2 separate regions of the Mus musculus genome follow, and region 1 is linked to region 2. Evidence: chromatin contacts called from public HiChIP or PLAC-seq data. All regions are on one chromosome and are shown on one strand. Each heading gives the region's core, a stretch centred on a gene start, on an enhancer-like site or on the middle of the called end of the contact. The rest is flanking DNA. Distances are from core to core; before and after follow the strand shown. Region 1 overlaps Ube2l6 (ubiquitin-conjugating enzyme E2L 6). Region 2 has its middle 72 kb from the start of Ctnnd1.

The links. HiChIP or PLAC-seq counts read pairs in DNA pulled down with a chosen protein or histone mark.
Region 1: an H3K27ac HiChIP or PLAC-seq map of embryonic stem cells shows a contact between it and region 2, with 9 read pairs. The contact joins two enhancer-like sites. A contact is called at or near these places in 2 of 39 promoter capture datasets (cranial neural crest and erythroid cells), 1 of 484 Hi-C or Micro-C datasets (embryonic stem cells), 2 of 115 datasets of contacts at active chromatin or transcription factors (both in embryonic stem cells) and 1 of 9 other capture datasets (adipose tissue).

The regions. Positions count from the first base shown.
Region 1 is chr2:84,806,112-84,811,026 of GRCm38.p6, forward strand. It overlaps Ube2l6 (ubiquitin-conjugating enzyme E2L 6), which reads left to right. Exons shown (of 4, transcript NM_019949.2): 3 at 226-412; 4 at 2,894-3,892. The coding sequence ends at 3,045. Among named protein-coding and RNA genes, the nearest start is that of Ube2l6, 9.7 kb to the left of the region's middle. Within about 2 kb of position 3,365, at least 19 of the 459 cell types and tissues checked have an H3K27ac peak or open chromatin away from gene starts, as enhancers often do. A contact at or near this core is called in embryonic stem cells, where this site is marked.
Region 2 is chr2:84,576,574-84,581,258 of GRCm38.p6, forward strand. No RefSeq gene overlaps it. Among named protein-coding and RNA genes, the nearest start is that of Ctnnd1, 72 kb to the right of the region's middle. Within about 2 kb of position 2,863, at least 5 of the 459 cell types and tissues checked have an H3K27ac peak or open chromatin away from gene starts, as enhancers often do. A contact at or near this core is called in embryonic stem cells, where this site is marked.

The DNA.
Region 1 (4,915 bases), core at 2,115-4,614, 230 kb after region 2:
AAACACAGGGTCAAATTTCCTGACAGGGTATCTTCTGTAAGTCTATCCCCCATCTAATTCCTAAGGCAATCACCAAACCCTCATATCTTCCTGGGAGTGGAGCAGAGGGCACCCGGGACGGTGGGATGGGGAAGAAGGGTAGGCCACATCAAAGCTTTGGGAGGAAAACTGTCTTTTAGGGAGTTGTACCATCAGAACAGACCTCAGTCTCTTCTCTTTGATCAGGACCAGCTTCCCTATGGCCTCAAAGCCTTCCAAGTGCGGATTGATTTCCCCAGGGAGTATCCATTCAAGCCTCCCACTTTGAGATTCACCACCAAGATCTACCACCCCAACGTCAGGGAGGATGGTCTGGTGTGCCTGCCCCTCATCAGCAATGAGAACTGGAAGCCTTACACCAAGCCTTATCAAGGTAGGGCGGGCCTTGCCCTCTCAGAAGAGGGGCCGATCTAGAAGGGGGCTATTGGATCGGGTTGTTGTATGCTTATTTTGATTTAAAGGCTTAAAGGAGAAGAGACAGGGAAGGGGGTGTAACTCAGCGTGTAATTTGATGCTTTCCTTATCTACGTAAGGTCTTAGGTTCAGTCACTCACACCACATAAACTGGGTGTGATTATCCACACTTGGGATCTCAACACTTGGGAAGTGGAAGCAGGAGGGTAAGAAGTTCAAGGTCATCTTCAAGGGTAAGATGATTTAGCTGATGAAAAGGCTCACTGAGCAAGCCTAAACCTGGTGTGATCCACAGATCCCAAAGTGGAGTTGTCCTCTGCCCTTTCCACAAGATCTGTAGCATCCGTGTGACCACACACACACACACACACACACACACACACACACACACACGCAAGTAAATAAAATGTTCATTCTTGAGGCTGGAGAGATGGCTCAGCAGTTAAGGATATTTTTTTGTCTGCATGTCTGTCTGTGTACCATGTGCGTGTCTAGTGCCTGTAAAGGCCAGGAAAGGGTATTGGAACCCTGGGACTTGAGTTATGGACATTAACTCAAGTGAGGTGGATGCTGGGAATCAAACGCAGTTCGTCTAAAAAGAGCTGCAGTACTGTTAACTGATGAGCTACCTACCCATCCCATCCCCAGTAAATGCATTTAAGAAATAAACAAGTCGGAGTGACATGTTTAAATGTTAGTGTGAGATGAACCCCTGTTGGATGGAAAGATGCTTCCTGATACACTGGATGGTCAGCATATTCTCGTAGGCGTGATGTAGACACTTAGCTATGGTGTGTGTGTTTGTGTGTCTGGAAGAGAAGAGAAGAGGAGAGGAGAGGAGGGGAGGGGAGGGGAGGGGAGGGGAGGGGAGGGGAGGGGAGGGGAGAGGGAGAGGGAGAGGGAGAGGGAGAGGGAGAGGGAGAGGGAGAGGGAGAGGGAGAGGGAGAGGGCGAGAGGGCGAGAGGGCGAGCTTGGCCTCAGAGGGAGGAGGTGGGCATAAGAAGACTATCATCTCATCCTGTGAGATGGTGTGAGGTGGTGTGAGTTGGTGTGAGGTGGTGTGAGGTGGTGTTCCCATTAGCCTGGTGGAATAAACCGAGACACTGAAGCTTAGGTGAAGGACCTACAGGAGCCAATGGGTAGAGTGTATATTTAAATGTAGCAGGTATAGTGTGCTGGTTAGTTTTATGTTAGCTTACCAGGAGCTAGAATCATTGAGAAAAATGCCTGTGGGTAAGTCTGTCTGTCTGACATTTTCTTTTATTCATATGAGTACACTGTAGCTGTCTTCAGACACACACCAGAAGAGGACATCGGATTCCATTAGAGATGACTGTGAACCACCATGTGGTTTCTGGGGATTGAACTCAGGATCTCTGGGAGAGCAGTCTGTGCTCTTAATCACTGAGCCATCTCTCCAGCCCTGTCTGGCATTTTCTTGAGTAAAGATTACTGTGAGAAGGTCTGCCCACTGTGGGCGGTGCCAACAACAAGCCAGGAGGCAGTGCTCCCTTGTGGACTCTGCTTCAGTTCCTGTCCTGACTTCCCTCAATGATGGAGTGTGACCTGAGAGTTGTTAGCTAAATAAGCCCTTTCCTCAACAGGTTGATTTTGGCCATGGTCTTTCATCACAGTCACGGAAACCCTAGGACATGTAGCAAGCCTCTTGATCGTGTAAAAGGATGCTGCTGCAATCCCTGCATGGGTCTGCACCAAGCCCTTTGCAAACATGTGCTGTGGTTGTTTAGCAAGGGGTTTTTATGGGACCCCTAACAATGGGAGTGGGGGAGTCTCTGACTCTTTTGCCCGCTCATGGGATCCTTTTCCTCCTACTAGGTTGCTTCGTCCAACCTTGCTATGAGGATTTGTGTTACATCTTGTTAGGCCATGTTTGGTTGCTATCATGGGGAGGCCTGCTCTTTTCTGAAGGAAAACTGAGGAGCAGTGGATCTGGGAGAGAGGGAAGGCGTGTAGGGGGGCTGGGTGGACGGGACAAATGGGAGGCTGCAGTCTGGATGTATTGTATGAGGGAAGAATAAGTAAAAAAGAAAGCGTAAAAATGAGGATCACGAATCCCGTTCATCTCACGGGGAGCTTCTTTGAAGCACGGCAAATAGTCGTTTGAACACCATGGGACAGGTATGGTGGCACGCGTTGGTAATCCTAGCACATGGGAGGCAGAGGAACTTGGCTTCAAGTGCAGCCTGGGTTTCATAGTAAGACCCTGTATAAAAGGAGAGGATGAGTCAGGGTTTCAACCTCACCCGTCAAGAATGAGAGGGACACCTGCTTTGGCTGTGGAGCCATCCTAAGTGATGGTATGCTCTTGTGGTACTCTGAGGATGATTGTGGGGCTTCAGGAGAATCTGGAGATGAGTAGACCTTACCTCCTCCCATGGTTCTCCTTGGTCCTGATGCCCTTCTCTGTCCTCTCCCCCAGTCTTGGAGGCCCTCAATGTGCTGGTGAGTAAACCGAATCTGGAAGAGCCTGTGCGTCTGGAACTTGCTGACCTCCTGACTCAGAACCCGGAGATGTTCAGGAAGAAGGCAGAAGAGTTCACCCTTAAATTCGGAGTGGACCGGCCCTCTTAATTCTGTTCTGAAGCCTGGATCGTCTGCTTAGCAGATGGATATCACCGACTGGTGCCCGAGGCCTTGGGAAGCTCACCCTGTGCCTAAGTTTTCCTTTGTAGTTGCTAATTATGAATCTTGTACCTGGTGTGTATGTATGTGATGGAGGTGGGGGGGCCTGTGTGATGTGTGCTCCTTCCCTGAGCTGTCTGGCTGTAGATGTACCATCCCCACATCCTCCTTGGCTTCAGAGCCAGTGGGAGTTAGGTACACACAGTTTCAGGCCTGCTTTCCAGCTCTCTCTGTCTTAGGCCACCTTTCAGGCCAATTGGCAGAAAATTGAATGCCCCAGGGCCCAGGCACCAAGGGGTGAGAAAGGCAGGACTCTGCTCAGAAGGCAGAGCCTACAGAAGGTACCAAATTTACTGTTGAGTGATTGAGATTGAAAGAGTAGTAAACTCAGTGCTCCAAGGTATGCTAATCATAAAACAGATAGTGACATTCCTCCACCCACCCACTTCCTGAGTTCAAGGAGTATTCATTCAAAGAAAGTCACCTTGACTTTCTTTGAATGAATACTGCAATGCAAATGTGCTATTGTTAGAGGCTCTTAGAAACTGTCTTGAGAGTTAACAATTACCAGGTATTCCTTGTGACACCTGTGACTTTGTACTTCCTTGTGACTCTTATCTGGTATTTTTGGTATTTTCCAACAACGCCCTTCCCACCTCCTTGAGTTGTGTTTTTTTTCCTTTAAATACCCCCTTACTCAGCTACTCGGGGCGCCACGGTCCTCTACCCCTGCGTGGTGTATGACCGTGGGCCCGAGAGCGCTCTTGAATAAAAATCCTCTTGCAATTTGCAGCAAGACCGTTTCTCGTGGGTGATTTTGGGGTGTCGCCCCTCCTGAGTCAGAACGTGGGGGAGTCCTCACGTTGTGGGTCTTTCAAGATCAACGGCGCTTGTCATAGGCATGTCCAGATTTAAGTGTTAAACATCTTATTTTCCACTGATGAATCTCAAGATAAAGAGTCTAACCTCCACCCAGAAGTCGGACTTCATGTTTCTGAATTGTTTGCTCCCTGACTGGCTACATTTCGGGGGGGGGGGGGCAGGCCTGAAGCTGGGATTTGTGTATCCCCAACCCCTGTCCAGGGGTGCTCCACAAAATGTGTCTGCTTGTCTGCCATTAACTTCACAGACAGATTCCAGAGTTCAGCTAAGTTTTCCATGAGAGGATGGGGTGGTTTGGGGGTTTGTTTTTAAAGTTTTTGTTACATTAAAAATAATTTTGTGTGTTTGTGTAGAAGTGTTCGAACATAGCATGGCTTGGGAGTAGAGGTAAAAGAACAGTTTTTTGGAGACATAAATTTCTCCTTCCACTAGGAAGGTTCTGAGGATTCGGCTAAGGTTGCCTGTGTGGCTTGGTGGCCTGCACCTTTTACCCTGTGAGCCCCATGAATGAAGTGTTTCATCAGAAAGCAGGCTGGCTAGGGACTAACAAAGAGTGTGACTCGGCATCTAGTGGCTATTCCCCCATACGGTATAAGAAATGCTGGCCCTGATTAGGCCATCCTTAGGTGGGCCTTCCAGAGGTCTACAGGGGGAACACCATTGTTTTGTGCAAGGCAACAGCTCATTAGTGGATTGTGTACGTCCTTCTGACAATCAGCAGAGACCGCATTTCTTTCTATATCCTTGGCAGCATGTCTGATTTCCCTTCCCCGGTGCTAGACAATGAGTCCACAGCTTCATATACGCCAGACGAGTCCACTATCACCGACTGAGCTTCCATACAGTGGAAACAAGTGGACACAAGGCAAAACTTCAGAGTAGGAGTGGTCAATTTTGTTGGAAACCAGTTACTTAGAATAGTGGCTGTCTCTCGAGC
Region 2 (4,685 bases), core at 1,613-4,112:
GATGGGGCTCTCTGGCTGCTGGGCTGGCCAGGCTGGAGATGTGGGCTTCTCGAAGGTCTTGCAGCACATGAAGCAGCTGGGCCAGTGAGTCCTCGGGAGCTCCATCACATTCCTGCAGGGTCACCCAAGAGTGGGTCTTGTCACATCCCTGATCTGCCCACTGTAAGCCTCAGTTCGGATTGAACTTTTAATATGTAAAGATTATGGAACATTTAAAGTTATTTAGATCTTGGGGATGAATAAGAAAGTAAGGGTTGAGGCTTATTAGTGATGTGTTTGTGTGTCAAGTTGACAAGGGATCAATTGTACTGGCTAGTTTTGTGTCAACTTGACACAGGCTGGAGTTATCACAGAGAAAGGAGCTTCAGTTGAGGAAATGCCTCCATGAGATCCAACTGTAAGGCATTTTCTTCCCTTACTTTCTTAGCTTTTGATTGTGACTGTGCCCTGATATTTTTCCCTCTTGAAGGAAGTTTTTTAGTGAAGCCCACAGTTAAGAGACTTTTAATTGTAAAGAGAATTTGTAAAGACTGTGGGAGTTTTAAAGTTATTTAGATCTTGGGGATGAATAAGAAACTAAAGGTTGAGGCTTACCAGTGATGTGTTTGTGTGTCAAGTTGACAAGGGGTCAATTGTACTGGCTAGTTTTGTGTCAACTTGACACAGCCAGAGTTACCACAGAGAAAGGAGCTTCAGTTGAGGAAATGCCTCCATGAGATCCAGCTGTAAGGCATTTTCTCAATTAGTGATCAAGGGGGAAAGGCCCCTTGTGGGTGGGACCATCTCTGGGCTGGTAGTCTTGGTTCTATAAGAGAGCAGGCTGGGGGCTGGTGAGATGGCTCAGCAGTTAAGAGCACTGACTGCTCTTCTGGAGGTCCTGAGTTCAAATCCCAGCAACCACATGGTGGCTCACAACCACCCATAATGAGATCTGAAGGCAGCTACAGTGTACTTATGTATAATAAATAAATAAAATCTTTAAAAAAAAAAAGAGAGAGAGAGCAGGCTGAGCAAGCCAGGGGAAGCAAGCCAGTAAGGAACATCCCTCCGGGAACATCCCTCCGTGGCCTCTGAATCAGCTCCTTCTTCCTGACCTGCTTGTCCCAGTCCTGACTTCCTTTGGTGATGAACAGCAGTGTGGAAGTGTAAGCTGAATAAACCCTTTCCTTCCCAACTTGCTTCTTGGTCATGATGTTTTGTCCAGGAATAGAAACCCTGACTAAGACAGGGAGTTTCAAGTGAGATAAATGACTAGGGAGGTAAAGTATTTATCCCCCTAAAGGAACTGTGATGCAGCCATTCAAAGTATGTTTCGGAAGGCTGTGTTAGAACATGGAAAGACACATCCGGATTGCAAGTCAAGCACTCAGGAAAGTGAAGAGCCCTGTGGTGGTGTGGCCTTCCCAAGCTCCCCTTACCTGGAAAGTGAAGGCAGGAGGACCAGAGCATAGCAAACTCAAAGTCAGCCTGCCTGTCTCCAAAAGGGAAAAAGAAAAAAGAAAGAAATCACAAAACACAAAAAGTAATAGTTCTATTAAACAGGTAGTACAATAAAAGGATTTTTTTTTCTCAAAAAAATTCCAAAAGTTTAAAAATTAGCATCAAAATTAATTTTGATACTTCTTGTAAAAAAAAAAAAAAGAATAATTAGGACCAACGAGATGACTCAATAGGTAAAGGCAACTGCTATCAAGCCTAATTACCAAAATGCAATGACTTCCAAAAGTCCTCCTCTGATCTACACACATACACCCACTCCCACTCAAAATAGAGAAATAAATATAATACATAATTATAAAAATCCTTCCCATGACCTTTGTAGGCACATTTCTCCCTTTTAAGATCTGCTGAGGATCAAATCCAGGGCCTTGTGAATGTTAGGAAAGCACTCTGCCATTAAGTCATGACCCTACATTTTAATTTTTATGTGTATGTATATGTTCCAGACTACGTGTATGTATGTAGGTATGTATATATACCTATGGAGGTCAGAAGTTATCAGATCCCCTGAAACTAGAGTTACAAATGGTTGTGAGCTAGCTGCCTGTGGGTGCTGGGACTGAACCCATGATGTTTAGACATTGGTTTGCCTTGCCACTCTATGCCGATCTCTGATGGACTTTGCTGATTCACAGATGATGTTGCGGGCATTGGTTCAGCTCACTTTCTTCGCTGATCCCTGTTTGCTGTGACTTTATAGAGAGAAGTGCACCAAAGAACTTCTCGTGATATTCTGGCAGCTCCTTGCTACTTCTTCAGACTCCAGCCTATTGGCAGAGCCTCGGCGACTTCTTCTGGATTGAACTGCCGTTGCCGATTCACGGTGGTTTGAAGTGGATCGAGCTGCGGCTGCTGATTTGTGTGGACTGAACTGCTGATGCCCTGACAACACAGACTGGAATCGCCCTAAAGAACTATTGCTAACCACGCCCACATCCCCCTTTGCCCTATTAGCCTTTCCTTTCTACTACTTCCCGTGGTTGGTGAGCTAGAAGGGAGGTTAAAGAATTTAAGAACCCTCAATAGAGTAGATATGGAGAAATCTTAACCTACACCACTCACACCCTCTCTTGCCCATTACTTTCTCCCTGTCACCCTTCTCCTCACAGATCGCTCATGTTCACGCCTATTTGTTTTATTTGTGACCCACTGAGATTAAACTGTGTGACCATGGGTTTGGAGTTATCTGTTTGAGTCTGGTGGGCTCAACAGAGTGTGCAAAATTTAATACAGTGATTTCTGTCCCAGAATCCATCAGATCAGAAATAAAGGGCAGCGCCCTGTGAGTCCCATCATCCCTTTCCATGACTGACTGCCCTGATCTCAAGGTTCCCACCAATGGTGTCTACTAAAGTGTCCCCAATGACACACGCCCTAACCCTTCTCAAACAGTTCCACCAATTAGAGCTCAGGCATTCAAATGTATGAGCTATTCTCATTCAAAGCACCTCAGGAGGTAATTTGAGACATTTCAGATATCTCCCCAGGGGAACAATATTCTAATGGTGGTATCTGGCCCCTTTTCTCTTGCAAATAGTACCTCCCTGCCTGTGCCTTCCAAGGTCACATTGGTAAGGGAAATAGCCAAGACCATGAAAAATCTATCCTAAACTGGCTCATATCACTTTATCCCATATCTGGCCAAAAGCCAGGCTTGCAGCTTTGACATTACAATAAAAGTGACTAGAAGATATCAGCTTCCCTTTTACCCAGAGAAAAGGGAAAAATGAAATTTAGTTAACACTTAGCTTTGTCTGTCACTGGCCAATCTACCAATTGTCACTGGCCATCTATAAAGAGTAGTAAGAGACCAATGAAGGGACAGAGAGATGGCTCAGTAGGTAAGAGTACTTGCGATACACAAGTTGTAAACTGCCCATGTAGGTGCTGAGAATTGAACCTGGGTCCTCTAGAGAAACAGGCAGTGTTCCTAACCATTGAGAGCTATTTCTCCAGCCCCTGTAGGACATTTTCTTAATCTGTGATTGACGGGGAAGGGCCCAGCCCACTGTGATAGTGCCAGGTGGTCCTGGGTTCGATAAGAAATTAGACTGAAATTAACCATGAAATTAACCATGGAAAACAAGCCAGTAAGCAACACCCCTCCATGGCCACTGCATCAGCTCCTGCCTCCAGGTTCAAGCCTTGTTTGAGTTCTGGTCCTGACTTCTTCTAGGTATGGACTACAATGTAGAAGTGTAAGTCAAATAAACCCTTTCCTCCCTAACTTGTTTTTGGTCATAGTGCTTCATCATTTCAAAAGTAACCCAAACTAGGAGAGTAAAAGACCCCATCTCAAAGGAATAAGGCAGAGAGCATTTAGTAAAGCAGGATACCCAACATCCTCCCCAGACTTCTGCATTCACACACACACACACACACACACACACACACACACACACACACACACACACGGTGGGGCAGGATGGAAAGAGAGAGAGCACCAGTGGAGTAAGTCGGGGGCGGGGGGGGGGGGGAAGTACTAAAAGCCAGACAGTGGAATGCATCCTTTAGTCCCAGCACTTAGGCGGCTGAGGCAAAGAATCAAAAATTTGAGACCAACCTGGGCAACATAATAAGACCCTGTCTCAAACAAACAAAATACACAATGATTCTTGGGGGAAATTTTTCTAAAGTAAAATACCTGGTATTTTACCTTTACACTTAAATGTTTGTTTGTTTTGGTAAAGTAAAAAAGAAGAAAGAAGGGAAGAAAATTCAATCGAGAGAGCTGAAAGATACAGAGACATGAAGAGAGACAGAAAGACAGAGAATAAGCTGAAGACGGATGAAACTCAGTGACGGGGTGTTCCCCTAGCATGTACGAGACCCACACCACACACACACACACACACACACACACACTAGGCTTCAAACACAGTACAAAGGTTTAATTTGATTTTATATTTGAATGCAACATAATATATTTTGTATATGTGGATATTTATGCTCCTACAACACTTTAAATATCGACATTTATTTTCTGGTATAACCTTACAACTAAAAATATTTGTTTCTTCGGTTTACTTGAAATATTTGGTAGAAAAAAATTATTTTAACATTGCAAAACTGTCTTTGCAGAGAGAAAACTTAAACGTTTGAGTGTCTTTCTTCTTTGTTCAAAGAAGCCTAAACAAGTTAAACCAATGTCAACATTCTGTGGTCCTCTTTCCTCAAAGCATTAA